2 separate regions of the Mus musculus genome follow, and region 2 is linked to region 1. A link is a contact called in public Hi-C data. All regions are on one chromosome and are shown on one strand. The core of a region is the stretch at or near the end of the contact, and the rest is flanking DNA. Distances in the headings are between cores, read along the strand shown.

Region 1 (7,705 bases), core at 2,458-4,957:
AAGAACATTAGGCAGGCTATAAAGCAGGCTGAGCCAAGTAACGAGCAGTAGCGTGGAGGAGCTGAGGTCTGAGAGGCGGTGGGGAAGGGGCTACTACTTGCCCTGGAGGCCAGAAGCTATGCAAAGTAGTTCCCCGCATGGAAGAAAGGGGGTCATGGGTGGGTCTGAACGGATGCGAGCCAGGGGTTCAAAGTATATTTCTGAAGGACTCGGGCTATTCTATGGGTCACAGCCCTGAAGAATGGGCTCTGAGAGCCCGTGGGAGCCCACAGCTCAAGGGTAAGGAATGGTGGAGAAGTGAGGGGATTCTAGGATTTCACTAAGGGTAAAGCAGGTCGGCTTCTTGGAGTCCTCTCTGACCTGTGTCAGGTCCACTATGCCCCTGCCTCAGATCTCCTTGAGCTCACGGGTGTATGTTCTTTGTGTGATTTTGAGATGAGAAACATTGCAGCTGTTAATGGTCTTTCTGACTCAGAGATGAGACAGTCCAGGGCAAGAAGGCTCCCTCTTCAGTCCTGCCTGGAAAGGCTAAGACAAAGCTGGGGGTGTGGGAGGGGGACACACACAACACAAACGAACAGAATCCCCTGCTCAGTTTGCCCAGGTTAACGAGTGGGAAGGTAGGAGGACCCCTTCCCAGCAGGACCCTGAGCCACACTCATGTTCTGTGCCACCGAGCCAAGGCCCAGAGGAGTATCATAGACACGGCACTTCCAAGTTGGGTTCTCACAACAAATGAGAGCTTGGCCTGAGGCAAGCTCTGAGAGGTCTGTGAGGGCCTGAGAAGGAGTGATTTCACAGTGCATGAGGACAGAGGTTTCACAAGGCTCGTGGGACAGATCCAAGAAGCAGCACATGGCTCTTGGTACCTGTAGTACCAAGGAACAGTCCACACCCCTGCTTTGACTTCTGCTGGCTCTGTGGCTCTGTGGCTCTGTGGCTCTCCTGGCTCTGTGGCTCTGTGGCCAAGAAAAGGACATTTGATTTTGGGGGTGTATTTTTGAAACTTTGAATGGACTTAAATGTAAAAATCTAATGTTGCTAGCGGTCGATGCAACTGAGCTGGGCACAGAGGCAGGAGATTTAGGCCCAAGATCAGTGTTCTTGTCTCATATAGCACGGAAACTGTGAATTGTTTGTGTGTCCAGGAAGTTCCTGGATATCACCAAGAGGCCCAGCCTCAGGAGTTGGCTTCACAGATGTTAGTGTGGGAAGGTAGAGACTGAGACCAGCTGCCCATCGCTCCAGTGGCTTCACCCAGTTACTATCACCTACTCCCAGTGCCCTTACCACAGCTGCTGGGTGGATGAATAAACACTACCCTGAAAACACAAACAAACACAAACAAAATGAACAAAAATACCTGGAGTTTTGTTAGCAAAGAAGAAGGATTCTGCTAACAGCCTAAGTCCATGCAAGAGTAATGGCTAGATTTATATATTTACCACCCAGTAACCTGACTTTTAGGGATTTGTTTTGAAACAACAGGGTCACATATAACCCTGGCAGATCTCATGGGTAACCTTGAGTTTCTGATCCCTCTGCCTCTTCCCCTGGGATTTCAGCCACAGCTGATTTTAGAGTTCCTAGGTTTTAGGGCAGTTTAGGCAAACATCCTATCAACTGAGCTATACCCTAGACCGCCACGGACATCTTAAATGGGAATTCAATGGCAGTTCAGAAAAACAGCGAGGGTGACTAAAGCTGCTTTGTAATTTTTCTTCTGGGCTGTTGGGGCCAGCATGCTAGAGGCTCGAACTTCTTTAGAAACCCACACTGTCATTTCGATACTACATGGCAACAGATCCCTGTCTGGGCAGGCAAACTGGCTTGTGCTGGGGGGCTACAGTGTGCAAGCAGTAGGACACAGGCTCACTGTATTAATTAGGGTTCTCTAAAGTAACAGAATCATGGAATGATTCTCTATTATCTATCTCTCTACCACATATATGCATTTATATATGTATACACACGCATATATATACATACATACATATATCATATGTATATGTGTTATTATATACATATGCAACTATCTATGCATATATTATACATACTTTATATGCATATTATTATACATATGCATTATATATACTTATACATATATGTATATATTATGTACATCTGTATATTATATATGTAATACATGTAGATATATGTAATATATGTGGATATATTACATATATATGATTTATCAGAATTACTTACAGGCTACAGTCCAGCTAATCCAACAATGGCTGACTGTGCATGGCATGTCCAAGAATGCAGTTGTTGCTCGGTCCACAAGGCTGGCTGTCTTCTCATATCTGCTCTTCAGTGTACCCTGGAATCCTGAAGAAGTAGGTTCCAATGCCAGGGAAGGAATGGATGTGCTAGCAAGGTGAGGGCAAGCAGGCAAAGAGCAGACACCTCCTCCTACAATGTCCTAATATCGACTTCCAGCAGAAGGTATGGCATAGGTTAAATGTCTTCCCACCTCAAGATCCAGATTAAAGACGTAAGTCTTCCTACCTCAAAGGTCCAGACTAGAAGTGGATTCACCCACTTTGAACCAAGCAAAAAATCTCTCATAGGTGTACCCTCCATTTCTGGATTATGCTTCACCCTGGATGTAGTCAAGTTGACAACCAATAACAGCCCTCGTGCTCACCAAAGCAGAAGGCTCAAGGAACCCCACGCCAGCCTCAGCTCATTAAACACACGGAGGGGGGCTCACTACTTGACCAGACCCTATGCTATGTAGTCCATAGTACAGAGAGGCAGTAAGAAGTTAGTTCCCTGAGAGCCTTCCCCATCTCTGGCTAGTTAAGACCTTGGGCAATATTACCTCTCTGTGGCTCAGCTTACAGGTGAAACGGGACTGACAACAGCATCAACACACAAAGACTTTTGTAAAGACGAGCCAGCCACTGGATGATAGTAAAGACCAAGGGCTGGGCCCTGGCAGGTGCTTCTCAGGCACCAAGTTCTGCCTTTGTTATTCCTGGAAGCTCCTGAGAAACATGCGAGAGGACATGACTCCAGGGGGCAGTCAGTCATCATTTCTTAAATTGAATTTTTTTAATATTTAAAGTACTTTATTTAACTGTCTGGTTAGTATTCAATCCACAGTGGTGCCTGGTATTGTCACTTTAGGAAGTTTGAGTCTTAATTATGTCTTATAGGAAGAAAGGCATTAGCGCTGTAAAGATACTTGACACTTTAAGAAACTCCAGAATCCAACTATTACTAATGCCGATACTCACACAGGGTAGTATTGTATAAATATTGTATAAATATTGGAAACTTAAGCTGATTAACCTCTAGCACTTGGTCAAATAGGAAGATAGGACTAAATTTTACAAAAAGATTCCCTGGGGGGATTAAGAGGTGTCCTTAGGCAAGTTTGGGAAACCCAGGGTCAAGTTAAGTGGATTGAGGCTATCTGTCCCACATCCTTGCTGTCCTCAGAGCTTCCTGTTAACTTGCAGTGTAAACCTCCTTTCTGAGGGGTGATTGCTGTCTAGACCCAAGGGCCTTGCAGCACAGCCTCAGAGGTCCACCTTTCTAGCTGGATGCCTTTCCAATCCCTAGCCCAGCCCATTCAGATCCCTTCATGATATCCTGGAGATCGGCACTGGAGTTTGCTATGGACAGAGTGGTGTAGTTCCGGTCCCTGTGCAGTGACTTAAAACATGTCACGTGGGGCTGCAGCTGGGACTGTTCTCTTCGCCTATCTGGAACCAGCTGGTGAGTTTTCATATGTCCTCATGTGACCCATCTGGATGCTGCCTGACACTAGAGTTTGCAAAATTTCCCAAGGTGGAAAACCACTAGCCACTGGGCTGGGAGGAACCCTTGTCTGGGGCCCGTGACAACCTGGGTTAGGAAGTCAAAGGCCAGGCCCTGAAGTGTGTGCAGGGAGACAAAGAAGGGGGACTGACACCAGCTCAGCTAAGGCTGTGTAGAGACAGGACAAGGGAAGCACTGTGAGTCTGAGAGGACTCAGAAAGGGAACTGAGGACAAGGTGACCATGGCGACTGGAGCTACACATAATGTGTTCTTCCTCCCACACCAAACCATATACCAGAAACATATGGGAAGCTCAAAACCAAAGCAAGATTCTTGCTTTGAGTTGATGCAAGCAGAACCCAGGAAGTGGGAGAACCCCACCACATCAGGGTTGGGTCTCTCCAAGGATGCAGCTGGAGGATCAGCTCCAAGAATCTGTGAATGATAGCTAAACGGTACTCTCTCTCCCGAAAGATCTTGTTTTGAATTTGGCTCAGTTGGTGCCATTGTGTGCCCTGTTTCCTTCCACTGTAACAAACTTTATGGGCTGTGACATCATGTCTCTCAAATCCTGTAACTACTGGAGCCAGTGAGAGGGGAAGGGATCTACGAGCCACTGTACTTGGAGGCTTAGCTTCCCTGCAGCAGGAGTATGGATGGTTACCAGACATCCAGTAGGGCAGTTCTCTTCCCATGTAGACATTGTAGCCCTAAGTGAGCCCTAGATGTCTCTAAGCCAAGAGGGACACATCTGTTTAAGCAGTCCTACAGTCCTCACTGTATGACTGGGAAACATTAGTTGTTGACCACTGGGCATTGTTCACATGAGCTTGGGCCCAGCTTCAATGTACTTCTCAGGGCAGTTGCTGCACTAGAATGCAGTCACTAGCCCAGAGGGTTCCAACTCATGTGTTTGTGACACTGTGACAGGCAAGAAACAATATTTATCTATGTTCAGGTCTTATATTGTTTTAGTAGAAGATTTAAATTTATATATTGAGAATATGAGCGGCATCAATATAAAAATACAATGTATTATTCATTATCTGTCCATTTATTTCTTTCAGTCATTCATTCAATCATTCTGGCATTGAAATCTATGCCAAGCAATGTGGTAAACACAGGGAATGAAACAGTGAATAGATTGGCCATGACCCCTGCACATTAATCAGACAGCTAAGCAAACACAAATAAAATACATAAATGTCAAATGTAGTGAATGCTACTCAGGTTTAGAAGATTAATAATTAACATTCCCCTTATCTTGTACCTCCAGCAGCTCCCTCAGTTTAAAAATAGCTGAGAGATTGGCACAGGAATTAAAAAGATGGGAAGAACCATATAGCTTTCATGACTGACAAGAATGTACCATAGGGATGGTTCTTGGAGCTTTGAAGCTTGGACCATGGGTCAGTAGACAGTTGTAGACCAGCAACTTGTTCAGGAAGGGCTCTCTTCCAAATCCAGGGGGGATAAGGGATGGCTCCTCTCTACTAAGGGTGAAACAAGAGTTCCAAGTGTTCTGTTCTACCAGAGCAGAACCTCTGCTTAGAGCCTGTGGGATGAAGACTAGGGGCATCTGCCCTTGATGTCCAGGCAAGCCTGGGCACAGAGAAAGATTACAAGAGACAACTGACCTAGACTCCAGGTACATGAGACACTTGATTCCCAAGCAACTCTGTTCTTTGCAGATTTTGATGTTTAGCAAAATGATTCCCCCCACAAGAGCAAGAAGCCCAGTGTTGATGCTTACTATACAACCTGTGGAGACTGGAGGCAGACAAGACACAATGATGCAGGAATTACAAAACTAACTAACAAACAGGGTTCCCAGTCAAGTTTGCAAATTCACATTTAACTGCATATCCAGGTTTTATTGAAAACTACAGGTGGGCAGCTGGTCATGGTGGCTCATGCCCTTAATCTTAGCACTTTTGAGGCAAAGGCAGGCAGATCTCTGAGTTTGGGACCAGCCTGGTGAAGTAGGATGCTGTTACAGGGGCCAGTGACCTGAAGATAGACAAATGACACAGACTCCAGTCCTGTTTTGGAGGTAGGTAGTCTCTTAAAGACAGTGATGTGGTGGGTATGAGAGCATCTATGGTCATGGGAAGCTGGCCTGAGTGAGTCACTGGATGGACTGAGATATCAGTTGCCACAATGTCAGAGAAGAACAATGACATCAGCCTTGACACTGCATTTTTGCTGTTCTGGTATGATGTCACATTAGTTCCAATATCTACCTGCTTATCAACTGACTTTAATGTAGTTTACTTTTGAAATGAAGATGAGGGTCTCAGGTGCTGCCAGACAACAGCATTCACAGCACATGGCTCACAGTCCTAGTGTTGCTGTTTCTCAAATGCCATTGTAGGTGACTGAGAGAATTATGAAAAGGCTGGAAATCGGCAGACTGTGCAAGCTAGTCCATAGGCAGGTGGGGCACTGGTCTGATTATGTGACCCTAGACAAATCCCTTAATTTTTTTGTATTAAATGAATATAATCTGTCAGATCATATGGCTGGTACAAACTTCCTGTGGATTACAAATATGGAAAATCTTTTAGTAATATTTAGGAATTATTATGGACTGGTATGTGTGTGTGTGTGTGTGTGAATACATATGTGTGCATATGTGCACATGTGTGTGTGAATGTGTGCATGTGTATCTACATATGTGTGCATATGTATATAAGTGTGCTTGTGTATGTGAGTGTGTGCATGTGTGTCTACATATGTGTGCATATGTATATATGTGTGCATGTGTGTATGGGCATGTCTGTGTGATGTTTGAACAGTTGATCTCCTTGTGATCAACTCTATAAGAACACAGATTGTCGTGTCCTCCCCACTCTGCCCTGAAGACACAGAGCAGGCTGCAGCCTGTCCCTGTCTGTCTAGCTGTCCATACACTGGCTCACACACTGGGCTCATCTTCATCTCTGGTCCTCCTATGGTAAGTATAGAGCTTGTGGTCCAGCTCCTCTACTCTCCCTAACCTCCTCCCCATCACTTGGAGGTCAGCAGCAATGTGGGACCCACTCCAACTCCTTCCTGAGCTGCTCTTTGAGCTGATGCCCCAAGATAGGGTACTGGGAAGCCAGCCCAGGATGCACCCTCTGAGGTGGGTGTGGCTGCCCCAGAAGGAAGCTTTCATGAAAGACCAGGTATCTGCATCCTGTGTCTTTTCCAGCATTCACATGGTTAGGTTTTAATCCTTGATGCGATATTATTTGAAGGCAAGTTGAAGGGGTGAAGAAGGTGGGGTTCTGAGATCTCATGGTGGGACTAATGGTCTGATTTTAAAAAGAGATCAAAAAATCAAAATATGTATTTCTTTGTGAACCTAGTCTTTCACAGCTGAACCATCTGTCCAGTCCTATACTTAACTAAGAAGCTATTTGCAATTGATATGCACTGGCAAAGGGAAATTCAGGTTTCTCCAATGGAGTGTCACTGGGTATATCAACCACACTTGAAGGCAGGTTCGGGAGTAGTTGGCCAGCACAAAAACAAACTCTATTTTATTTCAGCATTTTTTTGGTCTTGGTTTTGTTTGTTTGATTGTTTATTTGTTTTTATTTTCATCTTTTTGAGCTTTTCTTTTTGTTTTTGAGAGAGAGAGAGAGAGAGAGAGAGAGAGAGAACACAATATAGGGTGAGTAGCAAGGTGGAAAGGATCTAGGAAGAGTTAGGGAGGGAAAACATGATCAAAGTATATTGAATAAAAACAGTTAAAATACAATAGAGATTGATTGTGCACATACTGCATACACAAACCATACTGAACACACACTCTGTACATTGCACAATACACCACACACACAACTACATATTTACACATACATACTAAACATTGTATATTTACATTCACCATACATACTCCACACATTTATACATACCATACAGGACCCACTTACTCTCACCACATAT
Region 2 (7,705 bases), core at 2,259-4,758, 390 kb after region 1:
GTTGTATGAGAGAAACTTAAGTTCCATTCCTGTCTTGTCACTGACAAGTCATGTGGCCTTTGGCCATCTCCCTCTCCAGCCCTGGTGGAAACTCAACCCTCTGGAGGATGTATACTCAAATTCTGCTCCCAAGGCACTTAAAGTGGTAATGAGTTGGGACATGAAAGTGGACCATACAGTAGAGTGCACAAGTCTTATAATGAAACAAGAAACAGTGCTCTGGGAAGCTTGGCCCCAGCCTCTTGCAGCCTTCACGGAGTCATCTGTTGGTTGTGGTAACAAACCCAACCAGCATCTAGCCTAGGACTCAAGCTAGGGTCTGGTTGTAGCTAGTAGGTAGGGTATTGACAACCCAGAGTATACAAAGAACACCAGAAAAGAGAAGCTTCCTGGTTGAAATAAACTCTGTTTACGTGGGGTAATGGTTTATTAGATTAGCAGCCACATCAGTTAAAACACAACAGCCTTTAGGAACTTTATCTTATTCAGAAGCCTTTATTGCACTTAGTGCCTTGCTTTGGGAAAGCTGGGAGGGACACATTTTAGAGAAAAGAGCTGTGTGTGGCCTTCTGGTGTGAGGTACTGGGCAGCTGGAGAAGCGCTTGCAGCTCAAATGTCCACACTCTGCTACTCTGCCATGCTAGATGCTATCACTATCTGATAGAGACCATGGGCAGAACAAGGTTTGCAACTATGGGTTACCCTAGGTACTTGGCTGCTAAATTTAGAAGGATAAGAAACTACAATTTCTAAATTTTCGTTTTCATGTGGGGGCTCTGTTATAAGAGCTCTGTTATAATCTCAACACATACAGAATCCACACAAACATTGTGGAAAGGGCACATTTATTCATTCAAACCTTCATTTTCGGGGAAAGGTCATTAAGACTGAAGAGGACTGCTCTGGTTGAAGCAGGTGCAAAGGGCCAAGAATCTCTTATATTTGGCACTCTGAAATGCAGTTTCTCATCCCCAACGAGGTTGCTGAATGTGAAAAACATTCTGAAAGCCTTCAGCTATCACTCAGCTTATAAATAGAAATGGGATCACGTGGGAACAAAGGGTGGCTTGCCGCTTATTCTCATCATATTATATAATTGCAATTCTAAAACTGTCAGAAGCCACTTTAATCTCTATCTTAGTGTCTCAGGCTGTACACTCCCTGCAGCTAACAATACTCTCCACAAGGCAGCTTCAGTCACTCCCTTTCATTACACTGGCCTTCTGAATAAAAAAGAAATGCTTGCCCAATCACCCTGAGGTCATATGAAAACAACCACTTAATGGTCCTGAAAGGAACCGCTCACTGTGTTTACTCTTGCTTGCATCGTCTACTATCTGTAATAGGAAGGAATGTGGTGGGGTCATGATGGAATTCTGGAGTAGACATTCCTGGGTTCAAAACCCATTTTTCCCATTTTCTAGTTGAATAACTTTGACAAGTTCTTTAATTCTTCTTTACACCTCTGTCTGCCAGAAATGATGGAAGAAGGAGATGAGTATGCATGGAGATTCCTGCCAGGACATACACTCAATAAGTCAAGTCATATAGTTTTTCGGTTTTTAAAAACATAATTAAGTTAAAACAATGAAACTGGCTTAAAGAACAGAAATTTATGATTCACTGTCAGAAAATAGTAGTTTCTGGTTTCTAAACTTCATGTGGCAAAAGATCAATAAGGGACATCAGAATCCAGCATTGTCCTACGTTTAGAAGAGCAAATCCATATATAAGGCAAGAACTGGACACCCGAGGCTGGGCTACCTACAGACCACAGCAAACTGTATTTGGAAGCCTTATAGGTAAGAGTTAGAGGGCAGGGGATACTTTACTAGAAAAGAAAAAAAGCTAGCATCTAACTTTTTGGAGAGTGATATTAAATAAACTGGACAATGAGTGTCTTAGGGTTTTACTGCTGTGAACAGATAAAAAGGCAACTCTTACAAGGACAACAGTTAATTAGGGCTGGCTTGCAGGTTCAGAGGTTCAGTCCATTATCATCAAGGTGGGAGTGTGGCAGCATCCAGGCAGGCATGGTGCAGGAGGAGCTGAGAGTTCTACATCTTCATCTGAAGGCTGCTAGCAGAATACTGGCTTCCAGCAGCTAAGATCAGGGTCTTAAAGTCCACGCCCACAGTGACACCACACCTACTCCACCACGGAGAACACCTGCTAACAGTGCCACTCCATGGGCTGAGCGTATATAGACCCTCACAATGAGCTTTTCATGTATGGATCCATTTACTCTTCACAACAAACCTGTGTGGCAGATCCTCTCATTTACTGACAGATATTCCTGTCAGCCATATTCTCTGGGAGTATATGCTCCAGGTTAGGCAGCCAACCAAGAACCAGATCCCTTGGCTGCTCGCCCATGTCTTCCCTAGATGGACTCACATTCATGTTCTACGCTTTCCTAGCAAAGATTTAATGCACATTTACCAACTGTAATGGAGATACTAACTTCTAGTGGTTCACTAAACTATTTCCTTTCTAAAATGTTTAGAAATGGTTTATCATTGTAGTACATTTCAAATCCACTGCTTGTAAGGGTGAGGCAGGAAGATTGCTGGCAGTTGAAGATCAGCCTGCACTACATGGTGAGACCTTATTTAAAAGAAGAAAGGCATTTCTACAGGGGCATTAAGTTGGCTGAATATTATGCAATTTGGTTGTTTATAAAATACATCTTTCAGGTGTTAGTTATATACCTTCAGTACCTTTTTGATATTTTTTAAATAGTATAAGGTTTTATGATTTATTATTTACTTCCTTATCAACTTGATTAATAAATACATTCATTTACATTGTGTTAAGCCATGCAGAAAATACAATAACAGTTGAGATGTGGGCTCCTGGCCTCTATGAGTTTAGAGGAAGATACAGTCTGTACGTTCTTAAAGCCAAGAAAGGAGTAGGAAGCTCTGGAGAAGATGCAGGAGGATGCATGGAAATGAGAGCATGTTTTCTAGAATTCTGAAGGTACTGAAGGAGGAGGAATCAGAAGCAATGATAGAAAAGCATGTTCCAGGAAACAAGGATCCAGTCAACAAAGTTTTGTGTGTGTGTGTATGCAAGTGTCTGTGTGCATGTACAGGAGAGTGGCAGGTGAGCAAAGGAAAAACCAGTAATGAAGTCAAGTCAGAGAACTGAGAGGAGCAGGATCTTCAGATGGGCAGAAACCCCTCTCTCACATTCTTCCTTCCAGTAATGTGTGAGATGCTAGGGTCTGACACATAGTCTGCTGTTCCCACTGTCCCTAATGGAGACCATGTTTGAGGGTCACTTATGGACAAGAGTGACTGTCAGTTTTGCAGCAAAACAGGGCGAGAAGGGTCCTGGGGTGGGCTCTGCTCAGCTTCTAAGAGTGTCCTCAGATCACAAGATAAGCAGACATGGGAGCCAACACTGACAGCAGCAGCAGGAACCAGCCAAGAATAGCAGCTAGAGACAGGAAAGGCGCCCAGTCTTGCTTGAACAGATGGGTGAACAAGAAGTGGGAAGAACAGGAAACGGAAAGTCTTGATGAGAAGGAGGAAGGCTGCAGATGCTCTGAGGAAGCTGTGGTATACACAGGGTAAAACACACACACACTCGCGCACACACACTTGGTGTGAATGAAACCCAAGCCAGAGAAGCATATGGCAATAGCCCTGGAAGACAGCATCAGGAAAAATAGAACAAGAACACAATGACTACATATTACACTGCATTAAATGACAGGGTATGGGTGTGTGAAGCAGTTCAGCCGCTGTACTGGAGAACAAGCTGGAATATGAACGCTATAGCCCTAGCATTAGTGTATAAGAGGCCTGTCACATACAATAGTTAGGGCTTTAACGAGTCAGCAACTCTTTGAGCCCAAATATAAGATGGTAACACTATTTAGTATGGCCTGTAATTCTTAGGGGATTGGATTATTGGAGAGTCTTGATAAAGGACACAGTTTGGCCTAACAAGTGCTTTATAAATGTTACTTTTTTGTTGTTTTGTACTAGCAATGTACTCCTAGAACATTACCCCAGGGAACCATGTGCATACATAAAAGCAACTGAAGATATTAGTCAGGCATCCAAGGACAGCACATATACTCACGTGAACCCTGCATGTTTTTTAAAAATATTCTGTTGATGGACAATTCACAGACATACAACAGATGACTAACTGGAAAAATAAGATTGCAATGTATAAGTTTTTTTTTTTTTTTAAGTAGTCTTGACTTTGAAAAACATGGTGGGATTATACTTTTTTTTTTTCTGGATTTTCTACAAGGATATGGGGTTATATATTTACAAGAAAATAAGATTATTATGTGAACAACATACTAGGGAAGACATTTTTAAAAAGCAAAAGGGTTGGCTGGGGAAATGCCTCAAGCATAGAGACCCAGCTTTGGACCCCTGCATCAACTTCTCATCCAGCTGTAGCCATGTGTGATGCAATCCAGTGGTGACTATATGTGGACACTGATCTCTGGAGCTTGCTAGCCAACTAGTCTAGACAAACTGGTGTTTTGCTATGTATGTGCACACGTGTGCATGTGTGTGTGCATGCGTGTGTGCGTATGCGATTCTGTGCGTGCATGTACAGGAGAGTGGCAGGCGAGCAAAGGCGGAACAAATTATGAAGTCAACTCAGAGAACTTGGAGAAGCAGGTCCTTCAGATGGGCAAAAGGCCCTCCCTTCCATTCCTTTCTAGTCAAGAAGCTGTGGTTCAGCAAGAAACCCTGCCTCAAACAATAAGGTGAATGAGGTGGAGAGTGAGTGAGGAGGACACCTGACTTCAATCTCTAGCATCCCTAAGCATGTTACACATATGTACATACAAACATATAACCTTGTAGTGGTGAGTTTTATGCTACACCGGTTTGTGCTCCTGGTGGGTGGCATGCATGCATCCACTCAGGGGCTATCTGGATTTGCAAATGGAAAACACACACACACACACACACACACACACACACACACACACACACACACACACACACTAGCTAACTTTAAATGCTTTGGATACCTCAAAGGCTGGGTGGGTACTCCTAAACCTTCCACTGATACCCCAGGCCCAAACAGGGAAGTGGCCAGGAGCCACCCACCGTTCTCACAGGGCAGAGAGGCTTCATCTCCTGCGCCTGCGTCCCACCCTTCTACCCCGAGTCATTGGAATTCTATTCGTTCCTCTCTGCATCTACCTGCACAGCGCTCAGTGTCCCACCCCACGCCCAGCTATTGGGGACAAGGACCTTCAATGCAGATTCCCGATGGAATCACAGCTTCAGAACCAATCTCCAACACAACCTCCCCCAAATAAAACCGATTACCATGGGGAAAAAAGAGATGGAATGTTTGTAAAGACCAAAGTTGACTCCAAATCAATCCAAACAACATTCTCTAGACAAATATACCCTAAACAGCAATAAATAATATGAAATATAAGTGAATAACTTGTGAGAAAAGTAAATACCAAATAATTAAAATACTTTGTCTGTGAAACCTTAAATAGGATTTGAATGATAAAAGTCTTCCTGATCTATACTATCAAAGACTATCTGTAAAAGCTCTATAATTTCCCTTTATATAGGTAAAAACATATTGCATATTTCAGTAAGTTAGTTCTATTGAAATTCAGGAGGTATGAAAGTATTGTTATGGACTGACTGCCTGTCTTAAACATTGTATCTGGGGAAAATGTTCTCTTCTATAAGGGCCTGTATATAAAAGTTTAAATGTCTCTGTTAGAGCTATGGTCCCATCTTTTAGATCGTCATTTTTTTTTATAATCAGGAAACCTGAATAATCTTTTGTAACTGTAATACACTCCCTTTTCCACCAAGCCAATGAGCCCAGATGATACATTTTCCTTTTTGCCACATTTGTATGTGATCAGACCAGTGGATGAAATCATCCAGAGTTGTGGGAAATATTAAAAAAGTAGACCTGCCATCTCTCCTGCCGTGCCAGTCCACATTCAAGTTCTAGTACAGGAACTGGTGGGCCACCACCCAGCTACTCTCTCCCAGCTAGCGAGTTCATCTCGATTCCACACAGCACCCCACACACCCCATGATCAGCCATCTCAACACTGAATTAACCAGTAGAAACATGACTTTTTGTTGTTGTTGTTGTTGTTGAGACAGGGTTTCTCTGTATAGCCCTGGCTGTCCTGGAACTCACTTTGTAGACCAGGCTGGCCTTGAACTCAGAAATCTGCCTGCCTCTGCCCCCCCCCCCACCCCCCAGTGCTGGGATTAAAGGCGTGCACCAAAGCTTAATTACCCAATCAGATTTATATAACAATAAGATCACAATTTACAAGATGCCAATACAATAATTTCAGAGCCAATTGATAATGATAAAAGTTTTACCCCAATTATTCTAACCTTGTGAAAAATCTTAGCTACTTGTGGCTGTTTAAAACCACTCGGGATCAGGATCTTCTTCTTGCTCGTCTCCTCCATTTGGCTTTCTTAGCACCCCCCCTCCAATACCTCCCCTCCCCCATGCCCCCATCCCCACCCCTGCTTCTCCTCCTGTGAGGTCTCTGTCTCCCCTAATCCTAGCTCCACCTCCCTTTCTTTTCCTGTCCAATCACAGGCCTGCCACTGTCTAATGTAACTGGACAGGGAAACGACTGCAACTGCCCAGTCTGTGCCAGGGGCTTTCATTTAAGTTTTTCATGGAGCTGGGCAAGACCATCTGTGAGCTCTTCCTGGCACCAGAAGCAGGCACCCAACACAATGGCTGACCCAGACATAAAGACCTTGGCTAAGGTTGCTTTTGTTGTTTTTTTGTTTCACTGTATTAAAGATAATTGGCCATATGAGAATGAATTAAGACACTTATATCACCATTCTCTAAAGTAAATGACTCCCATAGAAGTCTGCATTGAATCCAAGTTGAGGATCAGAAATGGAATAAGAAACACCTTAAGTTACAAATGGTAATAGGAGCCAAGTATCAGAACCACTGTGATGTGTTTCTTGTTAATATAAATACGAACAGTTATGAAAATTTTGGGAAAAAATGAGAGGGAAAATTCTCTGAGTTATCCATATTTCCACCATGCTGATTATAGGAACCTTATCTCTCAGCAATATGTCAGACTGATTCCTGCTATACCAAGTACTTGAACAGCACACAAAACCTTTAAGAACACGAATTTATTCCTAATTTTTTGCTGAGTGCCAGCTATAACACCTGATTTAGAGAATACTCAGGGAAACCAGGCCTATGAGAGCTTCCAAATGAATTCAATGGCACTGCCACACATACTGCAGAGCCAGCAGCTATGAATCAAGCAGGATGCCCACCGCCTCCCGATGTTCACAGGCTTGAGGAGGGGCCTGCTTTCTGATGTAAGAGCTGAATGACTCTAGAAGCGATTAAGTAACGATCTGAGTATATGATGTACTTTAACTGAGACCTGAAAGAACTGTAAATTTGGTGGCCATGTGAATCATTTTGGTTAGAAAAGACAGGAAAGGAAAACAACAAAGATGTATAAGACAGCATGTTTTACTTAAGAGAACTTAAGAGCTGTGCACTCCTACAAGGCTAAAGAGAAGTTGGGGAAGGACTAATATGAAGCTGGCCACAGAAAGATCATCAAAGGCTCCGCAGGCCATTCCTAACACTGAAGAGGGGGCCGTGTAGAGTTCTGATGGGAAGTTAGAAACAATGATTCAGAATACACAGTAAGCAAAATGGT

What was found. A called contact is a pair of places that touch in the nucleus more often than the background predicts.
Region 2: a Hi-C map of bone marrow-derived macrophages shows a contact between it and region 1, with 17 read pairs. The contact joins two enhancer-like sites. A contact is called at or near these places in 1 of 484 Hi-C or Micro-C datasets (bone marrow-derived macrophages) and 3 of 115 datasets of contacts at active chromatin or transcription factors (cardiomyocytes, embryonic stem cells and large pre-B cells).

The regions. Positions count from the first base shown.
Region 1 is chr17:50,365,719-50,373,423 of GRCm38.p6, forward strand. No RefSeq gene overlaps it. Among named protein-coding and RNA genes, the nearest start is that of Gm30958, 14 kb to the right of the region's middle. Within about 2 kb of position 3,708, at least 37 of the 459 cell types and tissues checked have an H3K27ac peak or open chromatin away from gene starts, as enhancers often do. A contact at or near this core is called in bone marrow-derived macrophages, where this site is marked.
Region 2 is chr17:50,760,108-50,767,812 of GRCm38.p6, forward strand. The region is part of intron 18 of Tbc1d5 (TBC1 domain family, member 5); the gene reads right to left. Among named protein-coding and RNA genes, the nearest start is that of Gm41598, 27 kb to the right of the region's middle. Within about 2 kb of position 3,509, at least 73 of the 459 cell types and tissues checked have an H3K27ac peak or open chromatin away from gene starts, as enhancers often do. A contact at or near this core is called in bone marrow-derived macrophages, where this site is marked.